Linked DNA regions of Mus musculus: regions 1 and 3 are each linked to region 2. A link is a contact called in public Hi-C and targeted proximity ligation data. All regions are on one chromosome and are shown on one strand. The core of a region is the stretch at or near the end of the contact, and the rest is flanking DNA. Distances in the headings are between cores, read along the strand shown. Region 1 overlaps Kif20b (kinesin family member 20B). Region 2 holds the start of Pank1 (pantothenate kinase 1). Region 3 has its middle 23 kb from the start of Gm22082.

Region 1 (2,972 bases), core at 145-2,644, 80 kb after region 2:
CTATCTTTGAATATATTTTCTACTCCACTTTTTACTTAGTAAATATAGCTCTGCAGAAGACAGCCACTGGGAGACTTTGATTGTTGTTAACTTTTTCCAAGTTTATCAAATTAGAGTAGTGTTATGTATCTGAACAGTGAAACATGAAAATATGCTATATAAAAGAAAGCTATTTTGTATTTTTGTGTATTCTTGTTCAGGTTTAATATGCTGTATGTAGAATACAGTAATTGGAAGAAACATACTTTTTTGATGGTATTTAATAATTCCTAGAGGCTAGCATGAAACTCAGTACGCATGCATACACACACACACACATATATTGAGGATTGCCTTGAACCTTGATCCTCCTGTCTTTGTCCTCCAAATGCTGAGATTATGAGCGTGTGGCCCCATACTTACTTCTGTATATGAGTTTTTTTGCATTTTGTTTTTTTCCTTTTGAAACAGGGTCTCTCTCTGGAGCTCTGGCATTCCTGGAACTCACAGAGATCCACCTGCCTTTGCCTCCAAAGTGTTGTGATTAAAGCAGTGTGCCCTAAATTACTAAAAATAACAGGAAAATTTACTTTTTCTTTGTAATGATTAATTATATACTTGAGAGTATATCCTTTTCATTGTAAAAATCCAAAAGCAGCTGATAGAAATTATCCATTTATTGTGACAAACAGTAGTACATCAGCCATGTTGAGATTGTTATTCGTTGCTGTATTAGCATTTTTCTGAGGTAATGTAATCTCCTGTGTTACAAAGCTTGTAATTCTGATAGGAGTGCTGTTTTGTTTTAGAGTTTTCTTTGTCTGAAGTTATATTACCATGAGAACAATCTTAGATCTATAGAATTCAGTTTGAAAATCACTTAATCTATATTCTCTAAGCATCTATTCTCAATGTTCCTTTTATAAGTTATATAAGTTATAAGTCATTTTGTGTTTTATTTTTGGAACTATGTGATGGCATTTGGGAATATTGTAGTCACTGTAACTCTTAAAGAAATATCAATTGTTTAATTTGTCTTAAGTTCGTTGGTAAAGGGACTTCATAGGAAACTACTGTTTATAAGCCCAGTTAATGTTTTTTTAAAAATCTGTAGTAAATTCATAATTGTCTTTATTTAACAAAAAAAAACTACTTGTTTTATAGTGTTTTAAAAGGTTAACTGGATGGGTTACATGCAGATATTATTAAAACTTAACTCTTTTGTCATGCGAAAATAACTTTTATCTTTACCAAGGAATCTGAAGAGAAATATAAAGCTGATAGAAAGAAGTGGTTAGAAGAAAAAGCTGTCCTTACCACTCAAGCGAAAGAAGCAGAAAATGTACGAAACAGGGAGATGAGAAAATATGCTGACGACAGGGAGCGCTGTTTAAAGCTGCAGAATGAAGTGGTTGGTGGCAATGACTCATCTCTTCCCCTTGCTTTGTTAAAATTATTTTTGTGAGCTAGCCCTCCCACATTTGCTCGTGACGTTCGTTCTTGTGTTTTCCTGCCTCTTCTCGCTTCGTTTAGCCACTTGGAAAATGCCTGATTGTGTTTCTCTGATTGTTAAAGATTCGGAACAGTTCCCATGTTTACTGGCTGCCTGTGCTTTCATCTTTAGTAAACTGTTCTCATGAGCCCAAATGGGGTTTGTTTGATTTTTAATTTTGTTTGAGTTCTTTATGTTTAGATAGTAATCATCTTGTGAGATGTGTAGCTAGCCAGGATTCTGTATGTTCTCATGTCGCTTGATTATTTCCTTTAGTGTATGCAGGCTCTTTACCTTTTTATAATACTGTTTATCAGTTCTTGAGATTATTTCATGCACTAATGGAGAAAGACTTTGCCTATGGTTATATTTTATAGTGTTTCAAAGCTTCAGGCCTTTTGATTCACTTTGAGTTTACTTTTGTGTAGCTTGAGAGAAAGTCTTAGCATTTTTATTCTGCACTTTGTTATACAGATTCCCTGGTGCTGAAGTGGCCGAGTTTGCCCATTTATTGTGTTTTAGTATCTTTGTCAAAAATACGGTGTTGGTAACTATGTGAGTTTAAGTCTGTGTCATCTTTGTCCTCTTTTTTTACTCCCTGTGGAAACACATGTGTGTTGCTATGCTGTTTGTACTTAAGCGGTACTAAGATGGTACTGTTTTAGGCATGGCTTTGTAGTATGACCTGAGATTTCTCCAGTTTGTTCCTTTTGCTGAGGATTGCTTTGGTCATCTGTCATCTTTTGTAAAGTTCTATGTGAATTTTAGGATTGACACCCCCACCCCCCGGTTTGTGAAGAGTGTCATTGGAATTTGAAGGAAGTTGTATTAAAACTGTAGATTATGTTTGGTGATGTGGCATCTTACAATATTAGTTCTGCTGACACTTAAATATGGAAGTCTTTTTGTGTTCTAGTGTCTTCAGTTTCTTTGTGTTTGAGCATTTTCATTGTAGAGGGCTTCATTGGTTAGGTTTAATTTTAGTTTTTATTTTTCTTTAAAGTCCTTGCAAATGGGATTGTTTTTCTGGTTTTCCTTTTCACTCTGTTTATCCTTGAGCTACTGACTTTGCTCATTTGTATACTGCTACTTGAACTTTGTTCAGGACGTAGGTCAGTCCTAAGACTTTTCTCTGTGGTCTTATGTACAGAATCGTATTGTTTGCTAGTAGGAATAGTTTGACTTCTTCCTTTTGTATTTTCATATTTCTATTTTCATATCTATTTCTCTTGGTTTATTGCACTGAGACATCTAGTCTTATTGAATAAGTGGAAAAAATGGGCACCATTGTTTTTATAATATTTTGCTCTGCATCCATGTTCACTATGGAGATTGTTCAATAATTTTTTTTCCATGTCCTTGTTTGGTTTTGGTATAAGTGTAATACTGGCTTTGTAAAATGAGAAAATTTAAAATTTATCCTGTTTCTGGTCTATGGATAATTTAAGGAGCATTGGTACACACGTGTGCTCTGCCTGCCTGCCTGCCTGTCTCTCTCTCT
Region 2 (3,343 bases), core at 35-2,534:
CAAACTGGTAGCCTGAGATGCACGCCCCAAAAGATGTGCTCGGAGAAGGGAGCAGTGAGCCCCGGGCTGTGCCAGCCCGCCCTCCTCCTAGTCCCAGACCCAAGATCAGTCGGGTTGTTTGCCCCACGGCCACCAATAACAGCGGGCAGTGCGTTCTCCCAGCCGCTACGGTGACCGAGGGAGCAGCTCCAGCTAGTGTCTGACCGACCCAGTAGGCGGATCGGACTAGACAGGCGCCACCGCGGGCCGCCACCTTGGACGCCCGACGCCTCTAGGGAGGACGCAGTCCAGAGCGGCACTCTGTCGCCCCCCTCGACCGCGGGCACCGGCGCTTCCCTGCCGGCAGGACTTACGCGGCCTGTTCTTCCTCCCGGAGTCCATCCTCCTCCGCAGCCGGCATTTCTTGGCCGGAGAATCATGCTGGGCGAACAGCGGCTGCGGCTGCAGCTCGGACGGGAGCTGGAAGCGTGGGGCCGGCGGGTCGCGGCTGCTGGCGGCCGACGGGTGGAAGCCGTTGTGCAGCAGCCCGTTCACGGCGGCCGCGGCGCCCTCGGGGGCCCCCGGGGACTGCAGGGCCGCGCGCTCGTGTTGCGCGCCGCGGTCGCCCATGCCCGGGACCGGCGGAGCGGTGCGCGGGCTCCGGCTCTGGCAGCCTCGCTGGAGGTCACGGTCGGCCGTTCCCCGATCTTCCGATCCACCCTGGGGCTTGCTCTCCCGCAGCCTCGGCGCCGCGGTCGGGAGCTGGTGGCCCCGGCGCTCCTCCCCTCCTCCCGTCGGCGTCCCCACGTCTTCGGCGAGCTGGGCCCCGCGCACCGGGCTTGCTGCTCTCGCCCGCAGCGTGTCGGCATCGCGCGCAGCTGCGGGAACCTCGGTGGACCCCGGCCGGGGAGCCCGCCTCCCCCTCATCCCAAGGCCGAGCCACTTCAAATGCGGCTTCCTCGCCTCCCAGACCTGTCCCCGCCACTGAGCATGCCCAGTCCTACCCGCCACCGCCACCGACGAGTTTCAACGTGCGGAATGAAGTTCTCGGGGTTTGCGAAGAGGAGATAGGCGGATGGGGCTTTGTGTGGCGGAGCGAGCCTAAAGGGTACTGGGTGAGGTAGGCACGAGACAGCCAGAAGCCTCGGGAGGAATGCCGGAGGAAGCCAGATATTTGCAGAGGTTTCAGGTTTGCTAATCCTATCCCCAGTGGGCTAGTACCTTCACAAGGTCACCCATGCTACATCCCCGCCCCACGAAAGTGTGTGAGCAGGCGCGCGTGCGTTAATGTGACCAAACTACTCCCAGGTCTGAAGGGAGGGAAGAGAACAATTATTTATAGAGAGGTAGGCAGCCTTGGAGAAGGAGGGGAGTGAAATTCCTTGGTTGGCACACTCACACAAACAGCATGTGTTCTCGAGTTGTCGTTTGCAGAGAGGAAACCTAGGAAGAGAGAGAAAGGACAGTGAAGGACAAAACTAGGCAGGAATAACCGGTGCTAGAAGAAACCAAGTAAACAGAACCGATCCCAAGCTATAAAAAGCGCATTCCTCACCCAGAAAAGACCGGCAGGGGACAATGCCCTGTTCTGTTATTTATGAAATAAAAAGTTGCCTTGGTTATGAGAAGGGGAACCAGCACCATGATAGCCCTCAGAGTTAGCCCCCAGTTCCCAGTTCCGATTCCCACTGACACTGAGCAAAAGACAAAGTCAGTACTTAACACACCTGTTATAGGCAGTGCCCAGCAAGCGGGACACATTTGGGTATTGGGGACTTCTTGAGGCCTTAGCTTTTGTGTCTGTCCAAAGGGGACTCTTGTGTGTCACAAAAGTACCTAATATAACCTTTGCACATAATAAATGCCCACAAGAGTCTAATGTAGACATTAAAGTCAGGCTGGGGATATAACAGTCAGACACTTCTTATCATGGGATTCTGTCCCTACGAAGGAATAGAGAGAACATAACGGCAGGCTATTGTTTCCAATGACTATGAATACAGCGGGCAGAGGCCAGGCCCCTCACTGAATTTGCACATCACCAAGCTCAAACTAAGCTCTTTGACCCTCTGAAAACATCTGTATTAAAGAGGTGAGAACCGAAGTCTCCAAAGGCCAGCTTCAACAACTTGAACTTCCCTCTACCTTAATCCTAGCAAAAGTGACCTGTGATTAGCCTACCCACCCCTTGAACTAAATCCTCCATGGGTCCAAAACTGGCATTAGCTGTGCCCGGGGTTTACATTTGGTTTGAGGATTTCTTCTGGCAGAGCCCTTCCCAAAATCAACAGGTTCAGAATCAATGAGGCCACTCTGTTTCATCCACCTGTCATTTCAAATCAGGAAACCAAGGCACAGAGACATAACTGAGACTAAGACCAAAACTAGAACTTAATCCCTGTTTCCCTGCTTCCTTGGGCTTATATGATTTGAGAAATTGCCTTAGGTAATCCAGCCTCAGCCCATCTGATTTTTGTCCAGTTCTGTACAACTTGCTCCTTCAGGCTTATAATCTCTCCCTATTCCTATAACCCTTTATACCTCCTTCTTCTGGCTACAAAATACACATAGCCTACCTAGTAACACAGCCCTGCATCCCAACTACTCGGGAGGCTAAACCTCCTGAGGAGGAAGACCTCAAATTGAAGTCCTGCCTTAACTACTTAGTTCAAGTCAGTTTTCGTTACGTAATGAAACCCTGTCTCAAAAAAAAAAAAAAAAAAATGCTGGAGAGATGCTGGAGATGTCTAGCATTTGGCTAGCATAAGGCTCTAGGTTCAGTCCCTAGTACTGTTAAAGTAAAATGCATGTGTTCCCTTATATCTTCATGATCATAGTAATGGGACATCAAAGATGAAGTGGAATAATATAAATGTGCAGTCACATTCCACTTGGTCCCTGTGTCTCCCCACTGCTCCGATAAGCAGTTAAGTGTGCCTTGCATACTCTGTTAAGGCTCACCAGCATTGTATTCTGAGGAAGCTCTGGATGCTCACTTGAAACTAAACAAGGGACTGTGATCTTAGGGCTTCTCACTTCATGTGGTAAATTTACTAAAAAAAGCTTCCATTGCCACGTCTCAATAAGCAAATTCTCACAGATCTGAGCCGAGTAGATTGGCACTGTAGTGACTTCAAGGACACCTCCTCCAGCTTGATTTCACAGGCGTGGTGAGGGAGGCCTGAGCCAAGTGGCTCAGACCCAGTCAGGGCAGAAGTCCTGGTACAGAAAGTCTCTCACCTACTTCCCTTTCAAGCACAAGCCAGGTGACATCCCACAGGTTTATTCACGGGTATGTGTGGGTGGTGAACATGAGCCATCATGTGCTCCAGGAGAGCTAGAACAGTAAGGAGAAGGGAGAGCC
Region 3 (3,168 bases), core at 130-2,629, 110 kb before region 2:
ATTGGAGAAACTTGTAGCTTTATTCCGGATAGATTTCTCCATGTCTTGTAACTTAAGTGTATGATGTCTTCAACAACAATAGGGCCTTACTACCAAGTTCTTGTTGGCAACCAAGAGCAATGACAGTGACCTCTATTTGGGGGCCTCCTGACTCACAGGGAGCTACCCTTCATTTGACTCTGTGGTTTCTGTTTATAACCTATGGCTTCTATATTTATAACAGGCAGGATGTCTCCATTCAGACTGTTTTTAAATTATGCTTTTAATAAACTTATAAAATAATGGGTTTCTATATGACTTTTTCACAATGTTTAAGGTTGGTTATCTGTCCTCCATACTCTCCTCCCTCCTTCTCTCCCTCCACAAAATGTTTGCACCCCTGAGATGTCCCTTTCCACATTCATGTCATCTACAAACTGCCCTCTCCAGTGATGGTCTGAGGAAGATGCTCAAAATGTCATTTTTGTTTCAGGTCATAAAATGTAGGGTACGTCTACATATCATATCATTTGTGATATGACTTAATTATGCTGAGTACACTAAGCTAATATACTAATATCAACACGAGTGTGAGTTATTAAATCCCTGGGGAGCAGGGCTTCCCACATCACAGTGTCTTTAGATGCTCATAAAATCCCAGAAAGAAGCTGTTGCCTATGTTCAGCCCTTTGTAGAGACTTAAGAAAGCCTAGTGAGGGATGGAAGAGATGGCACAGTGGTAAGAGCACTTACTGCTCTTACATGAGACCTTAGTTCAGTTCCCAGTACATTTATAGTTCATAACTGTCTGCAACCCAAGTTATAACGTGTCTCCTGGCACCTGTGGGCACCAGGCATGCACACAGTTCATATGGATAGGCAAATATCCATATACATAAAATAAGAATAATACATATTTTTAAGAAAAATAAAAGAAAGAGAGCCCAGTGAGGTTACATTGCCTAAAGTCCTTCTGTCGATGGACAGAGCCAGGTTCTCCAGGCCAAGTCTTATATAGATTTCACTATGGCATGCATTACAAAATACCTAATATACTGTTTATTCCAGGCTTGATAGAAGTTATTCATTGACAGGTTTCCAAAAAAAAATCATAATGCAATAATTCTTTCAATGTGAATGAGAGAAATATTTGAAGTATATCCCTCAAAAGTATTCGCTTTTATAGAAGACACTGTTGCCTTTAGCCCACATTTATAATAACTATATCCACAACGTGTGCTGTGTGCTAGCGTGTCAATGTACCCAGTGACTAATCTTTTAGGTAGGCCTCAATCAGTTTTGCAGTGAAAGCAGTTCTTGAGTCAACAAAACTTTACTTTTGTTTGTGGTGGTTTCACTAAATAGCCTGAGGGAAAACAGAGAATTCCTAGGAAAGTGATGCCATCTAGTGGTGCAACTAGGCAGAGGGCCACATCCCTGCAACATAAAATGCAACTATTCAGCCTTTTAAGGGAGTGAAATACTAGATTCTAGTGAGATATAAACTGTTGCCTTCTCGAAGCACCATAAAGCCACACCTTCGTGCCTTCCCTGTCGTGATGAACTGTATCCCTTAAATCATAAGTCAACATAAATGTCTCCTCCTTTGAAAAGTGAGAAAAAAATAACAGGGAGGTACAAAATACCAAGCAGTGCTTTAAATGTGCAAGAACCTTGAAAACACTGTACTAATGGGAAAAGCTAAATATAAAAGTTATATGGGACATGATTTCACTTAGGAGTGATGTCTGGAATGGGTAAATGCATGGAAACAGATGCGGGTTTGGCAGGGGCTGAGAGTGGAGACTCTCAGGAGTATGATTCTTTTTTCTGATGAAAATGTCCTAAAACTAGATCCTCTACAATGTCCTAGCTACTGTTCAATGTTGTATTCTAGGTGTTAGAAAAACATGAAGGTGTAAAAGCGAGTTTTTGTGCTTAAAAGTTAAGCTTCAGTGGCAAAGATAACAACAGTAGAAGACAGGATGGGATCCTGGCAGTGGGATACAAAGAATAACTTCTCTGGACAACTGGGGCAGGGAATTGGCACTTCTCAGTAGTATCCAGGCAAAGCGTTGTGCAGAAAAACTTCTGGAGAATGAATCATAAGGGAACCAACACTCTGCAGAACCTTAACTTGTTTCAGAAACCCCATATGTCCTTCAGTTCACTCCTTCCTGCCTGTTGGTGCAGTTGGGGAAGCATTGTAGAAGGCTCTCACCTCACTGCCATCATGTTTAAGCCAAGGTCTTAGAAACTGGAAGTCCCAAGGAGTTGGAAAGCTGCCAAAGCTCTTCTTTGGAGTTCTGAGCTTCAAGGGGATTGATGAATCTCATGAGCCATTTTAAGCAATGGTGAACCCTCAACAACTGTGTGGTAGTCAGAGATTCCAAACATCAAGTGATGCAGGGGCTTTGGGTTTGTTATGTACGCCATTGTGGAGGAAGTGGATGCATTTTTGAATTTAAGAGTCACACAAGGTCAGTGGAAGAATAGAGGAATCAAAGAGAGCTACACCAAGAGAAGATTCTCAAAGGCCAAATGTTGCCCTATGCCTGAAAAGATCTTAGTTAGAGGTATTAGAGAAGACACCCAAGAACATCACAGAATGGAGAAACTGAAGTGATTAAAATCATGACTGACAAAGTGGAAAAAAGAATGACTTTTTTTTTGTTCCCTTTGATGACCATAACTCCGTGGGTAAGATTGTCATTCAGAAACACCATACTGTGTTGGCCACAACTATGAATCATACAAAAGCGTCGTGGAAGCAAGAGTTGTCTAGTGTTTCATCCAGCCAAAGAATCCAGATGTTTCCAGAAACTTTGGTGGTGGTCCTGGAGATGGTTTGGGTGGTAATAGCTATTAGTGTTGAGGGAACCTCAGCGTTCATGATGGCTTTGGTGGCAGCCAGGTGGTTGTGTATGTGACAGCAGTGAGGATGGCTAGAATGGATGTGACAGTGATGGTGGTTATAGAGGAGGTGACCTTGGTTACTTGAGAGGAAGCAGAGGCTGTGAAAGTGGTGAGCAAGGTTATGAAAACCAGGATAGTGGCTATGAGAAGAATGGCAGCCATGACAGTAATGGAGGAGGTGGAGAACTTTGACTGAGGTGGTGGAGATGGTGGAAGCTCCAATGATTTTTGGCAATAACAACACTCAGTCTTCAATTTTTGGACCAATGAACA

The links. A called contact is a pair of places that touch in the nucleus more often than the background predicts.
Region 1: a contact with region 2 is called in a Hi-C map of muscle stem cells, with 1.9 times the contacts expected there. A contact is called at or near these places in 3 of 484 Hi-C or Micro-C datasets (cerebral cortex, cortical neurons and muscle stem cells), 2 of 130 datasets of targeted methods (embryonic stem cells and kidney) and 2 of 9 other capture datasets (adipose tissue and pancreatic islet).
Region 3: a contact with region 2 is called in a targeted proximity ligation map of bone marrow-derived macrophages, with 2.8 times the contacts expected there. A contact is called at or near these places in 9 of 39 promoter capture datasets (the 3T3-L1 cell line, 3T3-L1-derived adipocytes, the C10 cell line and 3 more), 6 of 484 Hi-C or Micro-C datasets (the 3T3-L1 cell line, the HL-1 cell line, embryonic fibroblasts and 3 more), 5 of 130 datasets of targeted methods (the 230-238 cell line, CD8 T cells, bone marrow-derived macrophages and 2 more) and 1 of 9 other capture datasets (liver).

Annotation. Positions count from the first base shown.
Region 1 is chr19:34,958,182-34,961,153 of GRCm38.p6, forward strand. It overlaps Kif20b (kinesin family member 20B), which reads left to right. Exons shown (of 32, transcript NM_001362434.1): 25 at 1,235-1,390. Among named protein-coding and RNA genes, the nearest start is that of Mir1950, 5.7 kb to the right of the region's middle.
Region 2 is chr19:34,878,171-34,881,513 of GRCm38.p6, forward strand. It overlaps Pank1 (pantothenate kinase 1), which reads right to left and starts at 1,285. Exons shown (of 7, transcript NM_001114339.2): 1 at 354-1,285. The coding sequence starts at 906.
Region 3 is chr19:34,771,637-34,774,804 of GRCm38.p6, forward strand. No RefSeq gene overlaps it. Among named protein-coding and RNA genes, the nearest start is that of Gm22082, 23 kb to the right of the region's middle.